Regions from separate parts of the Triticum aestivum genome. Here region 1 is linked to region 2. Evidence: chromatin contacts called from public Hi-C data. All regions are on one chromosome and are shown on one strand. The core of a region is the stretch at or near the end of the contact, and the rest is flanking DNA. Distances in the headings are between cores, read along the strand shown. Region 1 holds the start of LOC123188366 (chitin-inducible gibberellin-responsive protein 1). Region 2 holds the start of LOC100192161 (isopentenyl-diphosphate Delta-isomerase I).

Evidence for each region. A called contact is a pair of places that touch in the nucleus more often than the background predicts.
Region 1: a contact with region 2 is called in a Hi-C map of leaf, with 10 times the contacts expected there. The contact joins the promoter of LOC123188366 here to the promoter of LOC100192161 in region 2. A contact is called at or near these places in 2 of 5 Hi-C or Micro-C datasets (both in leaf).

The regions. Positions count from the first base shown.
Region 1 is chr2A:204,721,250-204,724,050 of IWGSC CS RefSeq v2.1, forward strand. It overlaps LOC123188366 (chitin-inducible gibberellin-responsive protein 1), which reads right to left and starts at 1,547. Exons shown (of 2, transcript XM_044600450.1): 1 at 1,341-1,547.
Region 2 is chr2A:204,339,494-204,342,271 of IWGSC CS RefSeq v2.1, forward strand. LOC100192161 (isopentenyl-diphosphate Delta-isomerase I) reads right to left here and starts at 1,332. Exons shown (of 6, transcript XM_044600445.1): 1 at 1,111-1,332. The coding sequence starts at 1,175.

The sequences.
Region 1 (2,801 bases), core at 297-2,796, 380 kb after region 2:
AGATCCAGCACAACTAAGAGGCTTGGAAAACAAACAACAGGACAAACTGACATATCTTGCACCTCCCCTCAGCGCGCCCATTGACCACCCTTCACAACTAAGACATGCAACCTCGAGCATTCTCTAGTTTGTTTATAAGAGAACTGTCGCACTGTTTGGTCACAGATCCTTCAGTGAATGCACGACTAAGACCAATGTTCAGCGGACCCTAAGATTCTCTAGTTGGTTGAAGACGATTGACCAGCCTTGTTGGTTTGACTATTTGTCCGTAGCTCTTGCTATGAATTCCGAAGAAGGAACCTCCCCCACTCGCAACAAGAAGTTTGACCACTCAGACCGTGTGGAACCAGCAGCACCTTTCATCACTCACACAAGAAGCCAATTTGTGTACCGTCTGCAGTGAGCGAAGGTCTGAAACTACTGGGATCCTGGACGTTGGTTGAACATGCTAAAATCATAGTATTAAGTTAGTGACGCGCTCAAAAAACCAACCTCGATTTGTTCATCTATGGGGGCACTCTGCCTAGTAAGGGAGTTCTTTTTCCACGAATTGTCTTCAGGAAAGGCAAGTCCAGTTGACTCATCAAGCGAAACATAAGATTTTTTTTCCCGAGTTGTATATGTCCCAATCAAGGAAGCAGATGGATCCTGTGGTTCCTCCCAAGGAAAATTAGTTTAGACTACTTGGAGCTACCGCATCAATCTACTGTATGTCTGCCTCCATGTTTCGAAGAACCAGAGGCAGCGATGGTTCCATTTCTAACATGAGGATCACTAATTTGGCCACGAAATTAACTCACTCTGGGATAATAAATTCAGGGCACAAGTGCAGCCAAGTAACACAAGTACATCTGGCACGGATGAGTGTCCATCAGACGAACCATAAGTAGGCCATGCCCAGCTAGACCTAGGAGCCAGCCAGTATAAAATTAGCAACAAAATGCAACAGTACCCTCCAGAGCGGAAGCTGAGAAGGATCAACTCCTTCGTCCCCAAAATGGAGGTCATCCGTGGAAGCCAAAAGCGAAATGCTCTCAGGTGAGACCTTCAGCAGGTCGAATTGGCTCGAACCAACACAAATCCCCAACTGATTCGTCAGCTAGACACCACCCGCCCCAACCAAAACCCGCCTAAGAGCCCATCTCATCGCCGAACGAGAGCCAGGCACCCGCCTGAACCCGCCCAGGATCCACCTTCACCCTCCCAAACTATGGAATCAACCCCAAAATAACCAAGCAAAAAAACACCCCAAAAAAGCACAGCAATTCAGCGACTTCCTGCAAAAATCAGTAGCACAACAGGCACGGAACCCGACGAAGTACGAGGAGGGGAGCTCTCACCTCCTCCGATCTGCACGGCCGGCCCGGCGCCCCGATCCAGCTCCAGCAATCTCCCTACCTCTCTCTCGCTTTTCTTCTCTCTCTCTCTCTCTCTCTCTTCTGGTTCTCGTGTCCTAGTCCCTTCTCTCTTTGCGCCCCCTCCCTCTTTTCGTGTGCGCGATAATTAATATCTGCTTCCTCACACAAGAGAGAAGGAGAAATAAATAAATCCCAAAGTGCCACGGCATTATATACCCTACCCGCGGCTCCGAGCAGACGGCGACCGTGCCTGACGCCGTCACGGCCACGTCTTCCCGGTCAGCGCTCCCGCGTCGTGATGCCGTGGCCCCCGCGCCCATCACGCCGTTAAGGACGGAGGCATAGGCTCCGTCGGATGAGGATCGGGCGGCCGCGCGGCTCGACGCGCGGTCACGTGCGGCGCGCGGCGAGCAGCCACGACACGCGTGACGCTGGCAGCACGGACACGCGGTCGCGCGTTTGACCTGACGCGCATGGAGGTTTGAACGGCCCGCGGTCGTTCGATCGCGATCCGAGGGCTGCCCACCGTGTGGCCCGGGGGCTTCGGCGGTTCGCGGATGGATGCTTGCTTGGCCCGCCCGTCCGTCCGATGAGACGGGGCTGGCTGCGAGAGATAAGATGGTGACGCGTGTCCCGTGCGTTGGCGCGGGGACCACCGCGAGGAAGACGACGGAGGAGGGTGACGAGGGATGCGCTCGCTTTTGCCTCGGTGGTTTCCATTTCGATGGGAGAATGTGATGCCTCTTTTTCCTCCGGTGCAAGAAATGCCATTGGCCTGTTGCCCACTTTTCACTTTCTTTTCTCAATATTTTTTCATCACTTTACAAACTTCAACGCAAATAAAATTAGTAAAAAATAATTCTGATGGAATCGTGTTCGGTTTGTACTGGATTTTATGCACTGTGCCCTCCAAAATGGCTACGGAGATGTGACATGTAGTTCAAACGCACCCAAAAAAATAACTAATTATCTGAAAGAAAAAGAACTAGCAAACCAAGAACCACATGTTGTAAGTAGAACAGATTGCCAACAAAAGTGAGCCCCAGGTCTGAACAAAGCAAGAACGTAGGCTGGCTTCTAGAAGGACGCTGGGCACGATGCAAATTTGCTCCGACTACCCGCGTTCGTTCTTAAACTTTAAGGAAGGAAGGAAGGAACAGCTGTGAATGGGCCGCACCCCATGAACTCCCCTGGGGCCCGTCGTCGTCCTCTTGGAACCTAGTGGGCTTATTCTAGTGGATGACCAGGCCACTGACGTACCCCCTGATGCGGATTCGATGTACAAACGATGGGTGCTCCGTGCTCTGGAAACCTTCTACGATCTCCTTTGTAAGAGTAAATTATTTTTGGCAGCGGCATGAGCTAAGCTGCCACCAAAAACACGAATCAACTTTTCTTTTGCAGATAATGCTGAGAGAGAGAGAGAGAGAGAGAGAGAGAGAG
Region 2 (2,778 bases), core at 82-2,581:
GCTTAAAAATAAAAAGAAACTTGCAAATTGGGTCCTTCATATAATTATCAGTTTCATATAATGCAATATGAAAGGGGGCGGGGGGATGTGAGCTCCTTATTGAAAAAAACAGAGTGAGGCTTTTATAAGCATGGGTACCTACACCTGTTAACTCTTTGGATATTTATATGGTGCACAAAAAAAATCCAAATTTTTTTCCTGAACATGTGGTACTGAATCGATTTCACATATAAAATTTCAGGGCCATATTCTTGAGCGTTTGGAGAAACAAAACGAGTAAGTTCGAGAAAAGAAAAATTGTGGCACATGTTCTTTTTATGTGTCCCACATACCATTGATTTTCATTCCGATTTTTGGTGTGTAACATTGTATACTGCAGCCACAATTTTTTGAGATTTTGTATAGAAATACACCACAACCTCACTAATTCGTAAGGAAATTTATCCTTGATGCACGGTCGCCTACGCGCAATCTCCTGTTCCCAGTCAAATTTGTACTGCTCGTAATCTGAGCGTTTTTGTACGGCCTCCAGGCTATGGAACTTGTAAAACACCACCTCAGATCACGTTTAGCACATTCAAAACATGGACGATTTTTGCAAAGAACTAGGTGCTTGCTTGTCGTCTGAAACAAGCAGGCAGTCTTAGTAGCTGTTTCTTCCTGATACGATATGTACTTCGTAGCCAAACGCAGAGGCTGCACTACAGTGCCCTCGTCGCATGGCAATGGCATGTCCGGATTTTCTGGTGCAGCGGTCTTCCGCACCATATATATAGACGAGATCGATGCCTCGTACCTCCCCGACACACAAGACAACCGCACCCTCCCGTGATGATCCAAGTCATCACACCAGGACGGCAAGACGAGTACAGGACCCAATGTTCAAAATTAAATCCCGCACCCTCCCGTCCTGATCCCCGACGAGATCCAACGAAGCAGCCAAACATACGAGAGGGAAAGCTCAAAACCCAGACGTGAAACCCAGCCGACAAATCCAGATGCGCGCATCTCGGCACAACTCCGACGAGATATTCGAACTTAACAAACAACGAGAGGCGGGGGGAGAGAGAGGGAGAAAGGGTAGGACAGGGACAGGCTGCGGGCGCTCACTCGTCGTCGAACATGAGGCGCCTCTGGACCTCGTCCATCCCGGCGTCGTCGCCCGTGCCGGCCATGTCTCGCGGCGGAGGAGTCCGGGCAGGCGGCCGGCGACGCGAGAGCTCTGCGGCCGTGGGCAGTGCGTATGCGCTGCGCAGGGGTGGGGGAGAGGACAGGTGTGGACTGAGGCGGGGGGCTGCTAAATAACGGGGAGGGGGGCCGGCGGCGCGGCGTTGTGGGCCCGGTGTGTCAGCGAATATATCCACGCGAGCAAGCGGGGATTCCCTGCGGTCCGGACTGCTGCGAGGCTCCGGCGCTCGCGAGGGGGGCGTTTCCGTATCCGCTTCGGTCGCTGAGCGATGGGCCCCGGGCTCCATTTCTATGTATGGGTCTGTTCTTTGACTGCTCTGCCGGTCAGAAGCGTGGTGTCGAGTTGGACTTGGATCGGATCGGTTTAAATCGAGAGGAGCGACATGCCATACGAGGGACCATACCAAATAAGTTCAAAGGCAACTTTAAACAATGACATTATTTTACGTTAATCATACTTGCGTGCACGTTCAGTGCAAAGCCTTGCCCACGCGACGGGCTTTGCAGCCTTCAGATGTGAGATGGCCCTTGAGGCCATGTGATGGGTGCATGCGATGATGATGTGATGTAAGCATGGCCAATGTGCCACCGGCAGCGGATGTTGCGGAGTATGGCATCCCTTATTTTAAGGTGTATATGACCATCGATTTCAGTTGAGTTTGTATGGCTAATCTCTACCATCCATTTCCCTTCGGCCAACCTCTCCATATACATTCACTCTTCCTTTCTTCCGTTTCATTTTTTCTTCACCATTTTTGTTTTTTCTTCCACCGGTTTTCCTTAAAATAGACTCACATTTTATTAACTTACCAAACTAAACTAATATTTTGTTTGGTAAGTCAATGAATTCTTACCAAATAAGTGCTTAACAGTAATATGACAGATAAATCATGATGATTCCATACAAAAATCTGCTAAGATTTTAGCGCATCAACGTAATAATAGACATGCAGTCACAGACTAATATATTAAAATGATTATACTCTGTTGCAACACAGACAATTATCTAGTATAAGATGAAACATGCTGTGGACGGATGTCTTCTCTTTTTTGCAGGAATATATTCTTCCGCGGTAAAATTCATGTTTTTTTTAGTTGCCATGTTTTCTTATTTGCTTGGAATTGAAGGGCAGAAAATGGCCATCTAACATCTTTGTTGGACCGCGCGGCAGGCATGGTGAGCAATCTTCAAATCATTCAAATAAAAAACAAGTTTGTTGGTAGGCTGACTATTCTTCGCACACAAATTGCATTTCTTCCGTATCAACGAAAAAAGATTAGATTATCCCTAACTTTGTGTTGGCAAAGCAATATGTAGCGTACAACCACACATACATGTGATTATTCCCTAACAAACATATACGAGTCAAAAATCAAAACCCACACACAACTAAGGCCACAATTTGTGATCACTCATGAGATCGATTTTTCCAACGATGGTTGAGTGTCAGTCTTTCGCTAGTCTTTATGTCACGAGTCATCTCTTTGCTTGTCCATTTACTCCACCTCATTTGCCTCACATGAGTTGTCGAGTAGTGCCGCCTCCGCGGCACATCATCCTTGCTCATAGCGTCACGTTACCTCCACTAG